3 separate regions of the Zea mays genome follow, and regions 1 and 2 are each linked to region 3. Evidence: chromatin contacts called from public Hi-C data. All regions are on one chromosome and are shown on one strand. Each heading gives the region's core, a stretch centred on a gene start, on an enhancer-like site or on the middle of the called end of the contact. The rest is flanking DNA. Distances are from core to core; before and after follow the strand shown.

What was found. Hi-C and Micro-C count contacts between places; a contact is called where the count stands out from the background.
Region 1: a Hi-C map of leaf shows a contact between it and region 3, with 4 times the contacts expected there. The contact joins the enhancer-like site here to the promoter of LOC100283688 in region 3. A contact is called at or near these places in 2 of 25 Hi-C or Micro-C datasets (ear and leaf).
Region 2: a contact with region 3 is called in a Hi-C map of leaf, with 6 times the contacts expected there. The contact joins the promoter of LOC100381458 here to the promoter of LOC100283688 in region 3. A contact is called at or near these places in 5 of 25 Hi-C or Micro-C datasets (bundle sheath, ear, endosperm and 2 more).

The regions. Positions count from the first base shown.
Region 1 is chr2:91,814,150-91,816,875 of Zm-B73-REFERENCE-NAM-5.0, forward strand. No RefSeq gene overlaps it. Among protein-coding and RNA genes, the nearest start is that of LOC100381458, 40 kb to the left of the region's middle. Within about 2 kb of position 1,287, at least 14 of the 20 cell types and tissues checked have an H3K27ac peak or open chromatin away from gene starts, as enhancers often do. A contact at or near this core is called in ear and leaf, where this site is marked.
Region 2 is chr2:91,774,122-91,776,934 of Zm-B73-REFERENCE-NAM-5.0, forward strand. LOC100381458 reads left to right here and starts at 1,530. Exons shown (of 10, transcript NM_001174294.1): 1 at 1,530-1,872; 2 at 2,314-2,546; 3 at 2,643-2,813. The coding sequence starts at 2,358.
Region 3 is chr2:91,372,946-91,375,714 of Zm-B73-REFERENCE-NAM-5.0, forward strand. It overlaps LOC100283688 (actin associated protein), which reads left to right and starts at 1,352. Exons shown (of 4, transcript NM_001156589.1): 1 at 1,352-2,010; 2 at 2,112-2,209. The coding sequence starts at 1,491.

The DNA of each region.
Region 1 (2,726 bases), core at 37-2,536, 440 kb after region 3:
ATCCATTGAGTTATGAACCCTGGTTACTATAACAAATTTGGAGCTCATATATTGGTGTATAAGTTTCCTATAGTGGGTTGGATCTAGTTATGTGCGAAATTTGGAGTAAAATGCTCCCAAAGTAGCTCTGTCAAGCAAGTCGAAGCGGCATTCACGCATGAACAGTAAACTGAACCATATCGGATTCAGTGTACATCGCTGCCGGAGATCCACACCGTGATCCAAGCTCGGCGCTACGATTTGCACACGGCTAAGGACAGATTCTACCCCTGGGGGTGAAAAGATCTTGGGGGAGGGTGAATCCAGGCACTGGACAACCTCATACGCCGTACACCCTAGCCGGTACTATGGCGAAGCTGTCGCCGCGGGGGTGGTTTCCACTCATCCTCATCGTACCAAGCAGCAACTCCTTCACCACGTCTCTACGGTCATGGAAAGCAGTAATTTATTGTCTCTGAGCTATTGCACTTCTATGCGCCACGGAGAGTAAGTTCTAGTGAACTATCTGGTCACGCCGACAGGTTCGGTGTCATCCAAATTCGTGGCAAGAGTGGCCGATGCCTTTAAATTGAGTGTTCTCCCTGCTCCGCCCCTATGTTAAACACCCAGTCCATCGCCAGCCACCTTCCTTCGTCCACCATACCCCGTAAACTCTCGGATTCCCAAAATTGGTCACCAACGCCACCGTGATGAGCTTGACATTGGCCAACATCATCCGAGGTAGCTGCAGCTAAATTGTTGGGTATTCTAAGTTCCCTTATACGCCTTGATGCTCACTGGCCCGGCCGTTTGAACTCTACCGCAGTGTAGTACTGGGAAGTGGGAACATCATGTCGACATCGGTGAACGCCACCAAGGACAGCCTTCACCTCGACCGGTTGATTTGTGCCTGCTCCGACCAAACTGGCATGGGCATCGTAACTCTGGTGAGTCGCTGATGCTCTCCCTGCCGTTCAATTGAATGCTACTGTGCTGTGAACGCGGGTCTAACCTGGCCGGAGCCCTGGCTCCCCCGTCGTCGTGGGCAGACACGGTTTAGGAGCGGACTAGTCCAACTGACCTTGGGGATGTACTTGGTTAGCCTCGAGGATGATGCTCGAGTGCTTGCTACTGCCGGGGAGGTCGCCGACGACGAGCTTACGCGGCCTGAGCCAAGTGCTCGACTAGAGTCCACGCGGGGGCGTATGTTTGCGAATGAGATAGAAGGGAAGGGCCTCTTTGTGATTGTCAGTGACACAGGTAATGGTGCAAGGGACTATTTTTTGGTTGTTTGAACTACTGAGTACCTTTGCGCAAAGTATGCAACGCGGGCGCGCGCGTATCTTGCTATCTGTGGGCTGACGCGGGCCAGTATCGGCCCAACCCTATTCACATGTTTTTCCTTTTCTTTTTACTGCAACTAATGAAATCCATTAAAAACTATAGAAAATGAAAAAAAATAATGAGACAAATTTTGTTAGACTCCTAAAATCATGCAATTTCTGGTAAAGCTACTCTTAGGATTTTTACTGCAAAAATACTATATCTAGGATTAAAGAGTGCCTATGTAAAGCCTATTTGAATTTTAGAAATAAATTCTAAATTCCAAAAATCATGAAAATTTGTGAGAATGTTGAATATGTTTGTTTTAGTGCTTGGATAAAGTTTGAACTTGTTTGGAGACTGTTTGACCAGGGAACCAAACACAACCCAAAATAGTAACCTTTATCATAAGAAAAAGATGGGATTGAATTTTAAAAGCAAGATTAAATATATTAAAACTTGCTACAACTTGTTAGCTTAAAAGAATTAGTGTAGCTAACCTTAGAATATCAGATATCTAGAGAGTTCTTATAGTTGTTAAGCATCGTGAAGGAAAGTTGTAATCTAGAAGTGTGTATTGTTTTCTATTATATAAGTTGCACCTTCATGCCATGACATAAGCTTTCATGAACATTATTGCGTGTAGAACATAAATAAGACTTTATTTTAGAAGAAGAAGACGTCCCTCAACCGGAAGATCCTCTTGTTGCTAGTGATTTTTATTTTGACATCTGTGGAACAGAACCTTGGCCAAAACACCTCGCAACACAAGGCAAGTCCCGGTGCATTAACCCCTTTCCTTGTTTTTACAAATTTTATCACATGTGAATGATGCATTAGGTGATAGGAGTTGTGTGACTAGACTATTGATGCATTACCTTCCTTGGTTTGTTGGAAATCATTCCTTGTTACCTGATTTATTTTAAAAGTTTTTTAATGATGCTTAGCCCTGATTAGATCATTAAAATTCTTTGTTTTAATAGATGATACTTAACTCTTGATAAGGGGATTTTTATGAAAAAGAACTTGTGGTGTTGAATCCATCATAGATGTGCTAGGTTCAACATCGGAAAAGAGTATCTCTCTTAGGTGCTAAGTTTTGGGGTTATAAGTTTATAACATGTGACCGGATGGTTGACTTGCACGAGAAGGGAGTCTCATTGTAGTGTCGCTGTCTGAGTTATTTAAGGACAAAGCCGGTGTAGGCTTGATGATCGAGTACCTTTTAACTGCCCACATACCTCGTCATGGGTAAGCTTTGCGTCGGCCGGACCAATACCAGAAATGGTACCATGCACTGGGACCCAACCTGTGGGCCTCTTTTCTCCTGCCAGCGAAGCACTTCTTTTTGGCATGCGTAAAAAACGGGGGGGGGGGGGGGGGTTTGCAGGAATGTGGTCTTCCGTGTGCCCACTTGGCAAGAG
Region 2 (2,813 bases), core at 280-2,779, 400 kb after region 3:
GAATTTTCTAAATAGCAGTTGTAGCTGAAATCACCCTTAAAAGCAGAATTAAGGGCTAACCAATGTTCATTAGGTAACTTAAACAAAAACCTAACTAAGCCTTCACTAAATTCTTAGGAGGTTAGTTAAGTCTCAAACCACCCTTTATTCCTTTGGTCAACCTTTAATCTAGACCACTAGGTCCACACTGCTGAAGGACTTAATTAATAAGAAGAAAACCCTAACCTTACTGAGTGACTTAGTGATACTCAACCTAGCATCATAATTATCATTTTTGCATATCATAGTATACATGTATATTATACATTGCATTCATTAGATTGCAACCTCACTAACGGAGAGTATGTCCTCATCCCGGAGCAAGGAGTTGCCCGGGAAGAAGTCCAGGAGCCAGCTCCTGAACATGCCACAGAGGATCTCCCTACAGCCGCAAAATTTGAAGGAAAGCCCGATATTATGCATAACTGTTATATATGCTATTTTACTGCACTTAATGTTTGTAGGCTTGTATTGTGCAATTAAGTATAGGAGTTGCTTAAAACTCTAGATAATGAACTCAGGATCATTATGAGATAAAAACTAGTATGCGGTCGAGTAGCTGCTATGCTAATAGAGGATCTTGGTAGAAGCCGAGTGATTTTTCTAGCACTCATGTCAGGTTAAGAATTGATTGTATTCATCTTGATAATGGGAGTTGTTGGTCACTTGTTTTTAATTGTTGTGAATTAAAAACAATGCAACACAATGTTAAATATTAAGGGCCTTCATCCTTGGGGCATTATCTTCCTCAGAGATAATGGTCCTTGGATGAAAGTAATGATGAGTGTTTGATTTCACCTTCAAACAACCTTTCTTCAAAGGTTATTTGTAGGTGACAATTTGTGACAGGATGAAAGTATTTATATTCAGTAAATGAAAAACGAACTATAAAGGATAAACCCTCTATTTTATTCATATTTATATATCTTTAAGATCATACCACTACAACAAATCATGTAATCTATGACGGATTTCTCTTGACGTTTATAAAAAACGTCACTAATATGCTACCATTTGTGACAATCATATATTTTTCGTCATAGACCCACAAGCCCAAATTTCCTAGCCCAAAGTATGGTGACGTTCACTCAAAATCGTCACAGATCATTAGATATGAAACGTAACAATTTATCCCATGGTACATGATGCCACTATGACAAAATAAAAACCGTCATGGTACAACCAAGCAAAAAAATGCCATTAGTCAGCCACCTTATTAGCTCATTGCAGATTGGGCCCATGTGTCAGGTATGAATTGCAAAGGTATTAAACCAGGAAAAAAAAGAATCCAGCAAAAGAGAATCGTCACCAAGGGATTCGAACCTGAGACCTCCTACAAGGAACCCGCCAGACTTACAACTAGGCTACTCATGCGACTTTGCTACCAGTCATATGTTATATCATTTTGTATATAAAATTTTACATTCTATTCTGCACACTTAACAAAACCGCCTAGATTGGATTCGTCCCCAATTCTCTGCCTCCGCCGCCAGGACGACGGCAAATCCGCCCACGCAAAATATCAGCCCAAGTGCCCATCGCCCAAGCTTCCTAGCTCACCCGCCGCCACCCACTAGCCAAATTCCCCATCCCTCTCCTGCCGCCACCCATCAGCCACATCTCTCCCTCCTACTCCCTCTCCGGCAGCCATCATCAGACAAGATCCCTCCCCCACCATCGAGCCATGTCGAGTCGAGTGCATCTTCTGCAAGCACGGCCATCTTACGAAACCCTAGCTGGCTCGAAGGACCACTACTGTCCGGCGCCCTGAACAACTTGGCATGATGCCGACGAAGGGTGGAGCAAACAAATCACAATGACATCGGGTAGTAGGTATATCACTCAACTCATCTCTCACTCTTAACTCCATCGATCGGAGTATTTAATTGGGTTTCACAACACGCAACACACCATTATGGAAAACTTCATTGCTACCTATACAGTTATCATCATTGACACTAAAGTACGGTTTGTTGTAGATATTGGAAGTTTTAAGAAGCAGTGACGACAATATATTTCCCGTTATGATAGAAAAATAGAAAAGTCGATTAAAATACAAAGTCAGCCCAACTGCCGGCTAGATAAATAGACTTGTTAAGTTCGTTTGTGTACATAAACTTCTTGACATGACTAAACACTTGGGGGTCTGTTTATCTAGGCTAATGTTTTCTTTTTAAATTTTGTCATTTAAAAGATTCTGAAGAAATCCTGTTTATCTAATGCATCATATATGTGTCCTTATCATTATGTTGTTCTTGTTTTCTCTCATCTTAGATCCACCATTGCATCCCTATGAAGAGGAGCGCCTTAGACAATGTATGAGGAACAATTCGAGGTTGCAACAACTTGGAATTCCTGCTTTAGTCAGCATGTGTGGGAACATAAATTCCATCTCTAGGAACAAAAAGCCAAATAACAGGGATAATGAAGATTCTGAATCTGAGTATGATCCTTCACATGACGATTCTATTGAAGGGGATTTGTTTGACCATGATGATCATAATAAGGTGATGGTTCCTCTTTCTTATTAGGGATGCATTTGTTTACTTGCTATTCAAATATGTCCATCTACTTTATTGATTGATTCATGCCTCCATTTCTAGAAGGGCTCAAAGGACACTAACAGAAGAACTATTCACATGGCTCCTGGTGGAATCAAGCCTCGAACTAAGAGAGTTTATGCAGAGCAACATACTACTAGAAATACAAGGTCAAAGAAAAGCATTGCTCAGCCTGACACAAGTCTAACACGAAGTGACATCTATGTGCCACCA
Region 3 (2,769 bases), core at 102-2,601:
GAAAATGTTTCATAATCAATTTGTGATTCTGACCATACATAAATTTTGTTATTTATAATCTATCTATTTCACCACTACATTGCAACCATCAGTATCATGCAGACTTCGATATATGTCACGATTTGCATGGTCTCATTATTAGAGAGCACGTTTCACACATACCGAAAGAAATTCCCTCGTACATCGTTAGTCATCGGACACGTACCACCATACACTTTTGTTTAAACAAAAAGGTAAATGTGTGTGTTTGCAAGACTAATGGTCAAACATCGTATAACCATAAAGTCAGAATACTATATTAATATATTAAATAAATTAATCCAATAGACATAGATTAACCCAATTAACATAGGATAAATAAATATCTAATTATAAAAGTATGAAACATGATATAATCAATGTTGTTACTGCGTAGTAAATATTCATACGAGACTAACACAACTAGAACGGTTCAATTTGGAATTAAAATGGGGAAGTTACGAATTTCCAAAGTTTCTATGTATTTGATATAGGATTAATTAGGAAATCAATTTTATTGTTGTTTTCATGACAAAACAGAGGTATTATGTGATAAAAAATAATATTATAGAATTATAGAAATTGGAATGCACTCATTTGGATTTAATATGAAATTTCCATGAATTAAATGGGTTTCTGCAATTATTTTTAAACTAAAAATCAATTTCTAAACTCATTTTCCCTATTTTCTTTATTTCCTGGATTGCGTCCCAAATTTCAGAAAGATCAGAGGCCAAGCTATAAATGTTTTTCTAGACTTAGTGAGCATATAGAGTGGACGGCGGGTTGAACACAAAAGACGTCTTAGTTAAAGTTATACGCAATTCAATATGAGTCACGTTGGCTAGAGAGTGGAAGGCTAGACATTCTGCTCAATAGATCTAAGGTTCGATCCTTGAGCAGCTATGGTTTGATTTTTTTTTTCTGCACGCGGAACGGGAGATGACAGAACGGCAGACTACTACCTTCTTAATAAGTAGTATATATAGAAAATATGGACCTTACATTTATGGGGAGGAATCTCCTTGCTATTCAAATTAGCCCTAAGTGTACAACCAAATAGATCAGATGTATGCAGCTCTGCACACGTCACTTTTGGATGAAAACACCTGCTGCTGGATTATGATTGGAATGTTTCCTCAAATAGTTTAAGCCTTTTATTAACTTTAGTTTAAAACTGTATAGAAATAGAGCTCAGTTCTAATTCGATTTGGTATTTAAATTTTATGACGTAAAATTTAGAACCTCATTTTTTTTCTACAGGAACAACAGCCCTCTGATTTATTTCGAGCACACAAAAATTAAACTTCCGAAAAAGCGGACAGAGAAAAAGAATAGATGCTCGAAATGTTCATTCCTACCCGTCGGCAATGGCCTCTCACTCGCCGTCTCACTCCTCTCGCACTAGCGCTCGCTTCTCCCAAACCCTAGCTCCTCCTCCGTAGCTCTCAGCTCCAGCTCCAGCTCCGGCGATGGCCTCCGTCCCGCACTCGCCGCCGGTGATCCGCAAGTCGGGCAACCTAATGGTGTTCGTCACGCCACCGGCGGAGCCCGAGAGCCCGAGGTCCGAGTTCTCTACGCCCCCGACGAGTCCCCGCGCCGAGGAATCCCCTGAATCGCCGCCGGCGCAGATGGCCCCTCCGCCCACGCCTATTTATTCGGTTTCGGTCTCCACGCCGCCACTTGTCAAGACGGTCTCTCCGCCACTTCATGCGGAGAAGCTCTCCCGACCCTCGCTGGTCCAGGTACCGCCGCCGCTTGTCAAAACGGTGTCTCCACCTCTTCCCGCGGAGAAGCTCTCCCGACCCCCACTTGTCCAGGTACCGCCGCAGCCCGTCAAGTCTCTCTCAACGTCGCTGCAGGCACCAAACCTCTCTTCCGGCTCCTTGCCATCCGTTCAGGTGCCGCCGTTGCAGTTCGCGAAGGTGTCGGCAGGGTCGGACGGATCGCTGCTAGCGTTCTTCTGGGACGCGGTTGCACACGTGCAAAAAGGTGATGTGGAAGAGAATCCTTGTTCAACGCTCTGATTTATTTTATTTTAATGTTTGTGACTTTGAATTTTGATCTGTGAGCAAAATATTTTCCTGGTTTAGCACACTCGAGGTTGGACAAGCACATCTCGAGATGGTTCGGGCTGGACCAGTCCAAGTACCAGTGGGCGCTCAACGACTATTTTGAGAGGACCGGACAGGTTATCCCACACTTTAGTTTCTTGTTCTTCTGTTTGTAGTTTGTCAGTCTTGTTTGTTTTGGTTGGATCAATATCTCTGATTCCTCTCTGGCAGGCATGTGTTCTTTTTTTATTTTGAAAAGAGGAAAACCTCTGCCTTTAAGAAAGCAACAGTATCTCGGATCACCAGTTTACCGGAGAAAGCATAACAAAGAAACTAAGCCTGATACAGAATTAAATTTCAATGATGTCTAAAATCATCACACCACTAGGCTTAGTGAGTGTGCCAAGCAATGCAAGGGCGTGTTGCTTTTTGTCCATCGACTCACCAAGATGTCATGCACAGCTGAGTAGAAGATAGATTATTCATGTGGTTCTTTCATTTCATGACGATAGATCACGCTCTTCACCTTCTCTATCATTGTGTCCCACATCTCATATCAAATAGAGGCATGGCTTGTCAGTATCATCTTCCCGTATCATAGCATAGATAGGCTCAATGAAACTAAGAAAATAGCTCATTTTTATACCACCACAGATCATTCAATCTTCTCCTTGACAAATCGAGCTTGACGAGGATT